Linked DNA regions of Mus musculus: region 1 is linked to region 2. A link is a contact called in public HiChIP or PLAC-seq data. All regions are on one chromosome and are shown on one strand. Each heading gives the region's core, a stretch centred on a gene start, on an enhancer-like site or on the middle of the called end of the contact. The rest is flanking DNA. Distances are from core to core; before and after follow the strand shown. Region 1 overlaps Cfap20dc (CFAP20 domain containing). Region 2 holds the start of Oit1 (oncoprotein induced transcript 1).

The links. HiChIP or PLAC-seq counts read pairs in DNA pulled down with a chosen protein or histone mark.
Region 1: a contact with region 2 is called in an H3K4me3 HiChIP or PLAC-seq map of intestinal villus epithelium, with 6 read pairs. The contact joins the enhancer-like site here to the promoter of Oit1 in region 2. A contact is called at or near these places in 1 of 39 promoter capture datasets (hippocampal neurons), 9 of 484 Hi-C or Micro-C datasets (colon epithelium, embryonic stem cells, morula and 2 more), 3 of 115 datasets of contacts at active chromatin or transcription factors (embryonic stem cells, intestinal crypt epithelium and intestinal villus epithelium) and 2 of 9 other capture datasets (adipose tissue and pancreatic islet).

The regions. Positions count from the first base shown.
Region 1 is chr14:8,426,863-8,433,351 of GRCm38.p6, forward strand. Cfap20dc (CFAP20 domain containing) reads right to left here. Exons shown (of 16, transcript NM_028934.3): 16 at 4,310-4,856. The coding sequence ends at 4,744. The region is part of intron 2 of Gm41095 (a long non-coding RNA gene); the gene reads left to right. Among named protein-coding and RNA genes, the nearest start is that of Gm46492, 34 kb to the right of the region's middle. Within about 2 kb of position 4,164, at least 21 of the 459 cell types and tissues checked have an H3K27ac peak or open chromatin away from gene starts, as enhancers often do. A contact at or near this core is called in colon epithelium and intestinal villus epithelium, where this site is marked.
Region 2 is chr14:8,375,586-8,382,358 of GRCm38.p6, forward strand. It overlaps Oit1 (oncoprotein induced transcript 1), which reads right to left and starts at 3,178. Exons shown (of 10, transcript NM_146050.2): 1 at 2,972-3,178. Gm41095 (a long non-coding RNA gene) reads left to right here and starts at 3,520. Exons shown (of 3, transcript XR_874217.2): 1 at 3,520-3,556.

The sequences.
Region 1 (6,489 bases), core at 2,914-5,413, 52 kb after region 2:
AGTGCTATTGAGTCTTTGATCTTTCTCCAGCTCTGACCCACTTCTATACTCTAGGGGAATGCAGTCCCAATTATTTCTCTTTCTCCTACTATCAATGTGTATCTGTCCAGTTTCTTATTCTGGGCTACAAGAACATGGAAGTCTGAGTGGGTGCCCACTGGACCAGGATCCTTGTCTGTACTAGGAGAAGCTGTTATCACTCCTATAAGACCTGCTTGAAAGCAAGCCCATTAAAATCCCCTTGTAGAGGTAGAGGAAATACACTGGGCTCACACCCTTCATGAGGCCCTGTACCCTCTTCAGTTACACAGAACGTAGAAAGTTGGCCAGACAGGGTATTCTTCAATACAGTAGCTCCCTGAAAGTTGCCCACAGGAATCTACAGTTGGCACAATGTTTTATGAGTTGCCCCTGCTGTGGGTAGGACTCTCTAGGAATGTATATGCCAGTAAGTTGCTCAGGGAACTTCCTGCTGGTATAGCAGCCTCCAAGTCACCCATGTACCTCTAAGTAACCCCAGTTGATTTATTGGGTCATTGAATATTGGTAGAATCCTTTCTTTGGCTTGTGGGTACCTTCCTGATCTAGGGTGAGCAAATATATTTTAAAAATTATTCCCTGGAAAATTTAAGTGCCACCTGAATTCAGCCCCTCCCCCACTTCTACCCATCCCCCCTTATGAAGACAAATGGCAACCCCATGTTTCTAGTCCCTCCCTGCCTTGAGCATGCACTTCTCCATGCCCACTGCACTGGCTGATCTGGAATGGAAGTTCTGTTTGTTGAAGGGCAACTGGGCAATGCGGATCCTTGACATATCAAGGCTGTGAGCCTAATGAGTTTCCCCTCTGACAATTGAGGGAGAACTATGCAGAGTAAGAGATAATGAGTATGGAGATTCCCAAGCTCCTGGCAAGGTTCACGTAAGGCCCTTCCAATGGCATGCAGACCACTGGAATCCTCACCGGAAGTTCTCCAAGTGGGAGAGGAACCCACCTAGAAGTGAGGATCATGGATTACTCTGCCCTCTGCATCTGAGAGCCTCTGGGAAATTAGCTTTCCAACCTGATTTGCAAGGTCAGAAACTTAAAGAAGTAGTCTTTGATCATTCTTGCTATGACCAACTAGATGACTGAATCCCAACCTGCCTACTAGGAGAAAGAGAAAATTAAATTTTCTTGTCAATAATTCTATGACCACCTTACCTGGAGTGTAAAATGACTAATGTGGGTGCTGCTACACAAACACAGGGACATAGCTCATGCTGAACTTTCATGGTGTGAATTCCCTTCCTCCCTGGGGTTTCCAGGCACTGATGCACACCAAGTGGGAAAGGATGAAGGGGAGTCTGGAACAGGTGGGGTAGCGGGAGTCCAGCTGTGAGTTCCAGGGTGGTGGTGGGGGTGTCTTTGATTTCAGCGTTACAAGCCTTCTAGACAGTATTCAGTGAAACAGCTCTCTTAGATTATATTCAGTGAAATAACCTGTGCTTTTGATTTGAGGGAGGCCCGGGTTATAAACCGTGGAGAGTGAGAAGGGCTTCTTTTTAGGGTAAATATTCATTGGCTCAGGCTTAAGGTACTGGGAGTACCTCATTTGCATGGAAAGGCATTCTAGGAAGTTGAGCCTGTAATTTCTGCCAAGGACTATGTGATATTTCTCAGGTAGCAGGTTTGGGATTCAGGCTCCCCAGATAAGGTCAGGCAGAGAGGATGAAGCCCTCCTGGGAAAGAGAGTCCTCTATTTTGCGCTGAGCTCAGGGGACCTGTCTGGGCATGGTAGACCGCAACCTTAATAGAAGGGTTTTCCAAGAGATTCCAGCAATTTCAGAAGACAGAGGCACTGTGTGCAGAGGGAGCAAAGCAAATGGGCCTCTGTGTTTCCTGTCATTGTACAGTTTAAAATACAACAGCCCAGAAACTTCTAACAGTTGGATCTTTAACTAAAGTCAAAGAACAATTTAAAATGAATTCTTTTAACTAATTTTTTTGAGTTCTGTACTCTGTGATGACACTGTTCTTCCTTCCTTCCTTCTTTCTTTCTTTCTTTCTTTCTTTCTTTCTTTCTTTCTTTCTTTCTTTCTTTCTTTCTTTCTTTCCTTCCTTCCTTCCTTCCTTCCTTCCTTCCTTCCTTCCTTCCTTCCTTCCTTCTTTCTTTCTTTCTTTCTTTCTTTCTTTCTTTCTTTCTTTCTTTCTTAAGATTCATTTATTATTAAATATAAGTACACTGTCGCTGACTTCAGACACAGCAGAAGAGGGTGTCAGATCTCATTATAGGTAGTTGTGAGCCACCATGTGGTTGCTGGGATTTGAACTCAGGACCTTTGGAAGAGGAGTCAGTGCTCTTAAACTCGCCAACCCCCTGTTCTTGTTTCTTAAAACTGTTTATATTAAAAAGAAACCCAACCCAAGAATGTGCTTGAAACAACTGATTTGAATGAAGTTAATCTGTGAAATATGGAGAGATACTATATGGCAAAGTTCTTTTCCTCAAAGTCTGCATATGCATGTTAGTCATTTCCTTCAATAGAAAACAAATGGGACAGGGAGAGAGGGAGGCTGATGCTGGGGTGGAGGAGGCAGAGTGTTCATCACTTCCAGGGACACTGAATCATTGACGTGATACTGTGCATTGCTGACAGTTGCTTTCTCATAATTCCTATTAACTGGGATCTGTAATTCAATAATAATTTAGAGACTGATAAATATAAATCATTGTAAGTTGCATTCTGATTAAAGGAAACAAGAAACTAAATCAGTCACCAGACTGATACCTAATTACCTTAGGATGTATACTGAGTGACCACTTTGCAGCCACTAGTCCTAGCTATAGACGGCACATATTAGAAAGCAAACAGAGACTATGCCACTAACCACTCATGAAACTCCCAACCTGGAATGCAAAGCTAAATCATGGTTTCAAAAATCCCTAATGTCCAGGCTATGCTTGGAACTAAGCAAGTCAGACGCAGTTGATGAAGCACTCAAGCATCTGCTCCTAGGAGGCTCCAACAGGCAACAGAATCTTCATACAGTGAAGTGAAGTCCAGTTAAGGAATTTCCAAATCCACCAGGTCAGCCTGGGACAGAGCTCGGTTAGGCCCAGGCATGATAGGAATGGTGATCTCACAGTGAGGTCCCACCAACTAGCTTAGTGTCTGTGCTTACCAAGGCAGGCAGGTCTCTGAATTCATTTGCAATGTTAAAAAAAATGTTCTTGCTGTCTTTTCTAAGAATCAGGGGGCTGGGGTCATGGGATATTGATTCATGGGACAATCAAAAGGGAACTTGGGTAATGACTGCATTGATATGTGAATAAAAGACTGGGCTTTTGATTTGTGAGAGATGTGTGGAATTGCAAGAGATAGATGTCTTGAGAGAGAGAGAGCTGTCTGGAAAGCTGTCTCAAGCAGAACATAGGCTGTCACTTGGACCCACGATTTCACTTCCAGTTGTTTTCTGGCAGCTTCCAGATACCCCTTCCTCAGAACCCTTGTCTAAGCAGAGGCCGGTCCTTGGCAATTTTGCATGCTCTATGAAGCCTTGTTTTATTCATTTTCATTTTGTAAACATGAAGATATTTGAGAGAGAAATTCATAACAAAGTATAATTTGAGAAAAAGGATTAAAAGCTTATCAAGCACAAACATGGCTTTAAATAATGTATGATCCTTTGGACAGGAGCCCAAATCTGCTTGTGAAAAAAGGTACTTTCTCTATTGAGCAATATTAAATGAAATCAGGGGACTGCCATTAAATCCATCCACACACCAATAACTTTCCATTTCTAACGGTGTTCTCCTTATCAAAAACCTTTATGAAATAACAAAACCTGTCTGTTAATAAGAACTTTCCCTCTCAGTCTTAAAGTATTTGCCACATGACTCAAGGCCGTCTACTTGAACATGGGATGAGTATACTTCCTACTCTGTGATAAGAGCAGAACTGCTCTGATGTACCTTAAAGATCAAAGGAAGCCACCTGGCTCTCTCTAGCCATGGGTCACAGAAGCAGTGAGGAATGGAAGGGTGTTAAGATGGCAACTCCTTGTTAAATCTGGATCCATGGAGTGAGACTGTTAAGATTCAAAGATCAGTGGTAAAAGTTAGGAGGAGTAAAAGAAAATTACAGTGCAAAGCAGCTTAATGATTAACAAGGCTGTGAACTTGGCCAGCTCTGGAGGAGCGAGAACTGAAAGCACATAGTGAGGTCACGCCCACAAACCTGATCCATAAGTCTGAGCAGCTCACGGTTCCAAGGAGTTAAAGCAATGGCAACTTGCCTAGGAATAATGTGGTAAGGACAACAGGGTGAACAAAAGGAAGCACTCTCTTGGCCTCTATACTTTATTTTTAATACAAACACGCCATAAAAAGGTTTCAGACATCTTTTAAACAAGAATACACTTTCTGTAGTGTATCAAGCCATCATTTATTATCGATTAACACTGGAAAAATTTGAATGAGTAATTCTTAATTTGCTTATATAATGTATACGAAATGAGACTTAGAGGACTGGAATGAACAACTAAGAACAAATTCAAAGCCTAAAATCTGGTGTCTGTATTAATTCCTCCACAACTTTCAAAGCCACGCACTCAGCTACAAAGAGAATGCAGATGTTCTTAACATTAAATGCTATTTACAAAGCCCTTCTCTCCATTCCTTTTGACTCCATGGGCCCCCATGCCCAACACCCAGTCACGGTGCCCATTGTGGACTTCACGCTGCTGTTACGATGAAGGAGCTAGACCAACTCGTAGTATTTGCCAGTCTGAGGGTCAAAGTAGCAGTTGAGACATGGGTCATACAACAGAGTCAGCACTTCCTCGTCTTCTTCCACACGTGGATCCTCTTCACCTGTGGACAAGGGGAAACCACCAAGACATTAGCCATTGGTGTGGCCCAGAATTCCGTAAGTGCAATCCCAGAAGGGAGTCAGGGTGGGGTCACCACCTCTCTAAAGAGCTTTCTCTATGCAGGCAAAGGTTAGGCTGGAAAGAAGGACCACAGTAGAAACTACTGGATTCACTCAAGCACTCTAAGTTTGAGAAGAAATGCCAGGGACCCAAAGGGCCAGCTCCACAATGAAGGATATAAAGTAAATAGGGGGCTGAAGAGATGACTCAGGGTTAAGGACATTGGTTGCTTTTACAGAGGACCCAGGTTTGATTCTCAGCACCCGTATGGCAGCTCACACTTCCTGTAGTAACTCTAGTCCTATGGTATCCAACACCTTTTTCTGGCCTCCATGAGCACTGTACACATGGAACATAGACAGACATGCAGGCAAAACACTCCTACATATAAAATAAAATAGAATGAGAAGAAACAAGCAAACCCAAAACGCTGTAGAGAGGAGCCTGAAGGAAAGAGGATGAAATGGCAGAGTCACATGCATTAGCATCAGGATACACAGGATGATATCCAAAACACAAGTACCATGAGTTCCAGAAACTGTGTCCAATGCAGAGCAGTGAGTTCAAGTCAAAATAGAGTCTTCACTCATTTTGTTCTAAGAAGGCTACCAAAAAACTATGCATTTAAATGATGCCATTTGCAAAGTTAAGATCCATAAAGCAGAAAATGTTAGGTGAGCTGTAGTTTTCTCAGTGGTAGGAAGGTCTAAGCTCCATGGGGTTATAGATGGTGGCTTGAGTGGAGGGAACATCATTGCCTAAATCATTAGCAGGGTTTCTGATACGTTGTATGCAATTAAAACCGTTTTATGAGAATACTTTCTCGGTTCTCTCAGTGCCCAGCATGGTGTTAAAGACTTTGGCGTTCGAGTCCTGATTCCTTCAGAAAGTCTGTGTTTTCCCTTCAGAGTGAGAAAGATAAGGGTAGTCACAGAGTAAAAGAGGTGTTTAGGACATTTTTCTCTTTGTTAGCTCATCTCTCTAAGGACCAAGGACAAGTGTGAGCTTGAGATTTCAAAGGACTTGGGCAGTGAGCATGAAAAAGATCTGCAGTGACAGAGGTTCAGTGGAAAACTGCATGGTTCATGGGTGTGTGTGTGTGTGTTTGAGTGTATATGCACTGAATGGAGGTGAATGGCTGTTGTCATGCTCCAAGGCTCTCTATCTTACATTTTGAGACAGTATTCTTCCCTGAACTGGAAGCTCACTGGATTGGCTAGACTGGCTGGCCACTGAGCCTCAGAGACCCAGCCATCCTCACCTCCCAGTGCTGGGAATAGAGGTCTGAACTCCCATTCTTGACTTTTATGTGAGTGTAGCAATTGGAACTCAGGTCCTCGTACTTGTGTGGCAGGCACATCACGAACTGAGCCATTGTTCCAGTCCCCCAAAATGTTTCTTGAAGGCATAAATAAAAGCCTATTATATTACTGGGATGGGTACTGAACTGTTATAATAACTTAATAATCAGGGGGTTCAGGGCCATGTGTTCTACACCAGCCTAGCCACAGCAATACCCTGACTTCAAAAACAAAACAAAACACAAAAATCTCATGATCTTAAATGCTCACAAT
Region 2 (6,773 bases), core at 1,928-4,427:
ACCCACATGCCTGTGTCTCCCAAGTGCTAGGGATTAAAGGTACGTGCCACCACACCCAGCCTAGAACCTAGAGGGTTTGAGGACATCTCTGCTACCCTGTAAGGACAACTATCCTATATGGACAGCTTGCAGGAGGATATAGCAACTTGGAGACAGACTCCTAGGAGTCTCATAGTCATCCCCAGACTTCTCCATTCTACATGCCAATGTATGTCTTTTTTTTCCCCCCACTGGCACCTGAGTCCTACCTAAAACACAAAGGTTTTCCCGTTTACATAGTTGCAAAAGTCTCAAGTTAAACTCCTGTCTCCTCCCCTCCAGAATTTGATCACTATAATCCCCAACAGGGCTGATAGAATCAGGCCAGCTCCTCATGTCTTCATCAACAGCTTCCTTTTGATGCCATCTCTTCTGAAGCCACCCTGCTGCCACTACCTTCACTGAGGGAATAGCTATGGGAGATCTAAGTCCTTGGCATGGTGCCATGGGCAGGCAGACTTCTGTTGTGGTTTACCTAAGAGATGTCCTCCCAAAGCTCACATGCTTGGGTCCCGTGCAGCAGTGCTCAGTGGTGGGTCCTCTGGGAGTGATTGGATCATGAGAGTTCTAACCTCAGGCCTAGACTAATCTGTTGAGTTCATAGCTTAATGAGCTATTAGAAAGTAGTAGACACTTTAAGAGGTGGAGCCTAGTTGAAAGGCATAGTTCATGAAGGTACAACCTTGAGGGGTTCATCATGTCTCCACCCCTTACCGTAATGCTTTCCCTTCTCGCTCTAGTCCCCATGAAGCCAGCAGCTTTGCCACATTGCATGAACCACACTGTGATGCCCTGCTACACCATGGTCCCTGATCCAATTAACAGCAATGGGATAAAAACATGAACCCAAATAAACCTTTCTTCTTGGGTAAGTTGAGACAGAAAACTGACCCATAAAATACATCTCTTGTAGGGTCATGGCCTATTTTATTCCCAGTCTTCTGCGTGACTCTTCAGATGGACTGTGAACTTCCTGAGATAGCTAAATGCCTTATGGCTTTTAGCCATACGCACCTAGTACCTAGGGTACAACAGGCACTGAACATCAATAAGAGCGCCAACCTGTGAGTTCACCTGCTCCACGCCAGCCCCATGGCAGGTGCTTGGCATTATTGACTTGGCTAATTTACACATGTAAGCCTCCAGGAATCTGCTAATGTGCCATTATTTTTGAAAAGATATAAACCAAAATACTAATTCCAACATATAAATGGATTGTGTTTATCTACCATAACACAGATGACTCATTCTTTGGAGAGAGAGAGGTTTAGACAAGTACAGAATATGAAGTACCTGGCCCAAGGTGACACGGCTGACCAAAAGGCCGAGGTGTGATCCAAATGCTGAGGGCACAGGAGCTCTCTCAGTGACTTTGGGTCTCTTGTCTGGTTTCTGGGGAGGAAACTGATTCAGAGTTCCCACCTGCCTTTGAGAGCTTCCAAAAGCAAAGGATTGGTATCAGCCATAGGAGGTTTCAGCATCTTCTCCAAGCAACAGTCAGTCAGTCCTCTTACTGGCTGTCCACACCTCCATCAGACACAGCTTTCACCCCAGGAGGAATGGCTGCTTCAGCCTAAGGAAGTGTTGCCAAGCAGTGACTTCAGATATCCTCCACCATGGAAAAAGTGCCAAAGAGTCCGTGAGCAGGTTAGGCTACTCAGCTCTGCAGATCCCCAAAGTCCTACTGGGATATAGCAAGCAACTGGGACAGCTTGCTGCCAAGGCCTAAGCTCAGAAAAGGCTATGTGAATGATACGCACGAGAGAAGGCTCCAAGCATAGCTCTAGGTGTAGCTCAGCAGACACAGATGGATCAACTGGCAAAGTCAAACCCTCCCCTACAACTGTGTTGAACCTGGATGGGACACCTCAAATCTCACTTCTGGTCTGCAGGGCCCCTAATTCCCACCTAATTCCACACTGCCTTAGCCAAATTAACCTCCCGAGAGAAGTCTGTTGTCCCTAACTCTCAGGCTATCTTCCCAACATGTAACAAAATTGATTTGATAATGATGGTCCCCCACAGGTTGTTTTTTGCTTTCTGGCCAAAACAATGGTGTGTTTACCTGCTCCACTGTGAGTGACCCATCTGCAGGGCCACTCCAGAACCAGCTGTATTACAGGGCACTGGGGCACAGTGCCTGGGTACAGCCTCTGCAGCCATTCTGCCGGGGAGAATGAAGGCTCTCTGGCCTCTGGCTCCCCTTCTCAGGAGCGGAGTAATAATGAGACCCAACCCCCCATGAAGAGCGGCTGGTGCTATTATCTGTTTCACTCATTCCTCCCACAGATGCCTAACAGGCAAGAGGTAACTAACGCTGAGCCAGGATGTTCAGCCCCTCATTCCCATTTCCCAGATGAGGAAAACATATCTTAGTGAGAGGAACTAGCTGGACAGTATGTTATCAGGAAATCTCACAAGACCACATACCTTTGTCATAACCTTTCAGCTCAACCTTTTCAGAGATAAATGACATTTGTGGCCAGAGAACATCCTGGCCTTATTCATTATTCAAATATTTGTGGAACTTGATGTTCATCTAGAATGTGTGTGTTTAGAAGCCCATATACGTAGGTGAATTCATACATGTGGAGATTCTCTGTGGTCTAGGGATAGCATCTACAGTGAGCTACAGTGGGTTTCAAATCCCAGGCTTTTGAACCCTAGATCTTATTTTTGTATTCACAGCAGACATAACTAATCAACATGGCCTGCACTGAGTGATAAACCAGCGTTCCCCTCTGTCAGCTGGGATTGATCCCTTCAGAGGCAGTCTCCTCACTGCAGCCTACAGTTGCGTTCTTTCCCTTTTCTGCTCTTGCTTTCTTTCTCAGGCTTGCTGCTTCTTCATCTTCCATCTTCCCTGCCTCTATCATTAGTTCAAAAATGTGGACCGAGAAGTAAAGCCCCCTCTGGTCTGGCAGAGACATACCTGAGGCTCAGGGCTCACTCTTCACTGCCTTCGCGTTGAAGAGGTGATGGATCAGCTGTTGATAGCTTGAGTCTTTAACCCAGCCAACTGCTTTTCTGGCCTGGCTGTTGAAGAGCAGCCTTCTGGTTCTTGGCAGGATGGGAGTGGTGCTGGTGCTGGTGCTGGTGCTGGTGCTGGTGCTGGCCCTCTCTAGCCGGCTGCTCTTAGATACAGCTGCCTAGAGGGAGTGACCAGCCAGGTCTTGGGCTCCTTGGGAGGGTAGCTACTTCCAGCCCTACCCATGCTGAGCGCTGCTTGGAAGAGATTTGCCATAAACCCTCCCTGCCTCGTTAAACACCTTACCAGGAAGGAGGAAGTTTAATCTAGAGCTCTCAGCAGAGGAAATGAGGCTAAAGTCTGGTAGGGGCTTGGGCAGGACTGTGCTTGTTTTCTTCCAAATACAGCAGCTCCAGCCTTCCCAGGTGACGCTTGGGTGCTAGCACAAACAACTTTGGAGCAGAACCCCCACCCCCCACCCCCAAATCAAATAATAAAACAAAACCACTCAAGCGGTGCTAAACCGTCCAGGGCCTGAGTGAGGTTGAGGTAGGTGTAGTGAGTCAGTGAATGGGCTTTCGAGGGCTCTGAGCCCACTGAGGGAAACGGGGGCTCTTGGGTCAACAGGGAGAGGAGGTGGCATGGGAGAAGGAGTCTGGGTTTGGGTTGGAGCACAGTGAATTATAGATTAAAATGGGGTGGATGGAGGAAGCAGGGAAAAGCACAGTGAAAGCGATATATGCCACTCAGGTTCACTGGGAGGGACTTAACATCCTAGGCTCTGTCACCAACATAGACTTACGTTCTTTATATATCTCTTTAGGATGCATTATTGTCCAGAAAGACCTTTGGTCCTTATACACTTGCGTCAGGGTGGGGCTAGGGCTTCCCCATCTGTTAACCCCAATTTCTTCCCAAAACGATGTGAGACCCTTTGGGATGAGTATCTTGGGACGTAAGGTACAGCAGCTGGTCAGGATATAAAGACAAATACCAGGAGATAGTGTCAGGGAAGAGCAGGGAGCAGTCCCTGGTGTGTGTGTGTGTGTGTGTGTGTGCATCTCAGGCCAGCAGAGTAGGGGAAGCTATGTGTTTATGTTCTGAATATTGTTGCTTCAGACACCTCATGGGCTCAGGGATGGGGGTGGGGGCACCTTCCTCAAAGCAAATAAACAAGCGAAGCATTTAAAATGGTGGCAAGGTAGAAACTTGTGCAGCTTGCAAGAAGCTCTGACTTCAGTGACCCCGGAAACTTCTAGCAAGAGGTGACATGTGAGGCAGCTTCTCTAAGGACAGAGCCTTGGGGATGCTGTGACAAGTGACTTGCAGGCTTGGTGGCTTCAAACATGTGTCTAGTGCTCACCTAGGATCAAGGTGCCAGCAGGCAGGGGCTTAGGCAGGAGCCTCCAGGGACTTCTTTCCTTCTCTACAGCCAGCACCTTTGCCACTTGCTGAGCATTCTTTCTTCCTTCTGTCCCTCAGTCACCCTCCATTCCCTCTTCCATCTTGAGGACTACCCCTGGGATGGCACTGGGCCCACATGGGTAGTCTGAATCATCCTGGCTTTCTTGAGACCAGCAGATGAATAAGTAAATTTAACCTTTGATTTTTTTGGAAACACTACATATTTACAGGTAGCAGAATTAAGACATGGGCCATGTATGGAGTCATTCTATACAAGCAGGGTCATAACTTATTTTGTGTATAGCATTTGCAACATCCTGAAAACATTACTATTGTATGGGCAGAAAAGGAGGCAGTCTCTTCCCTACCCATCATATCAAGAGAAAACATTTATTAGCATGCACGTGCATACTGGAGCTAGCCACAACTTGAGAATTTGCAGGGTCAGAATGTAATGTTCTCATAGGAAAGAGGAACATGGGGTTGGGGTGGGTGGTACCGGTGAGGAGGTGCCTCCCTGCAGACACAGACAGCCTGCCAGGCAATATCCCGAGGCATGCTGTCCTGTGAGGAGTCCAGGCAAAGCCCGGCTGGGTTTAGTGATGACTTTTGGTCTCTTCTCCCAGGGTTCATCATTCCCTTATGGGATAGAGTCCCAAGGAGTTTAAGGTAGTTATATTTCCTGTAGGAGAAGCTGTTTCAGAAGGGGAATACCAGTGAAGTGCTACACTGTACTTCAGGAAGAAGCAAGAAGGTCAAAGGGATCCAGTTTCCAAGGTTGTTCAGCTCAGTGTGGCAGATTGCCACATTTTGAGGTACAGTTTTCTGACACCAGCACTGGTTTCACTTGTCTGTCCTGTGGTACTGGAAAGTGAAGTCCACACAGTCAGGGGATACTGACAGTGTTCACCAGCATGCTGTCTGGGCCTCATACAGTGCCTGGTGAAGACAGCAAATAACAAATGAAGCATGAGTTCTGGTCACACAGCTGGCATTTGGCAAGGACCAGTCCAGTCAGCAACTGTGACCCTGTGGGGTTGCATGGTTTTAGGGCCTACTCTAAGCATCTTCATAGCGACACTGTCTTCTATGAGTAGGATAATCCCTTTGTTACAAGGTTGCTGTGAGCATAGAGTCAGAGAACACATTATACCCTTCCAGGCGTGTCCAGGTTGCAGGTTGCAGACTGCAGGCTGCAGGCTGCATGCAGCCCTAGATGGCCATGAACACTGCCCAGCATAAAATCCCAAGTTTACATAAATACTTCTGACATTTAAAAAAAATGATTTGATTGATTGGTTCTTGAGCATGAACTTTGAAGATGCCAAGGTTGTATTGCAATGCCAAAAGGTTGGCCAAGCCTGCAACCTGAATGAAATGCTCAGTCAGGCTCCACTTGGGATCGAGGCATAATATCATCTATGCATTTGGCTTGTCCAGGGACAGAGGAAGCTGCATCTTTTCATCCCTACCTCCCTTTCAGAGGAGGACAACACTGATCACGCAGGGGCCGCGTGTGTCAAGACTGACTGGGTAGGAAGTTTTTTGGAACTGGGAGTATCAAAAATGTCACAATTGGTGTTCTGCTGTTTACTCATTTCCTGTCATGTCTGTTTATTGCCCAAATGTTGTCAGTGGTGAGAAGAAGGTGAGAAAAGTCACCATCTTTTAGTGTTACCAAAGGGCTCAGGACATTGACCATGTCAACAGCAATCCATGCCTCAGGGAAGCTACTCTAGGGTAAAATTGCATTTGTTTTTGTTTAGTTTTAAAATCAACATAGTCCCATCAGAAAAAGTTTGAAAACCCCCTTCACTCGTATGAAGGGAAACTAACCCAGCAATGCCCCTGGGATTGGGCAGCTTTGGGTTGCTTCCTGCCCTGGGTGTGGTCAGGTTTTGCATTGTCTGCTCTCTTGTGCCAGAGGCACTTCCCTCTAGTCATGGAGATCTGTAGAGATGATTTCTCGTTTCCACACTTAGAGAGTGCCATGTTTGGTTTTACACTTTCCAAAGCTAGGCATTTAGAGTTCTCTTGTGTGTGAGTACATGAGTGTGTGAGTGTGTATGGAGTATGTGAGTGTGTATGTGAGTATGTATGGAGTATGTGAGTGTGTATAGGTGTGTGTGAGTATGCGAGTGTGTCAGTGGGTGTGGGTGATAAATACATGTGAAAATGGGAGTAATGGTATTGTAAAGTTGAGTGTAGTGGTACATGCTTATAATCCCAGCCTTTGGTGGTGTAATCAGGAGGATGAATTCAGACTTCCTTGATTACATAGTGAGTTCAAGGCCAGCCTGCACTACAAAGAGACCCAGTCCCAAGAAAATAACAACAAAAAAATTAGAAAGGACATTATTAA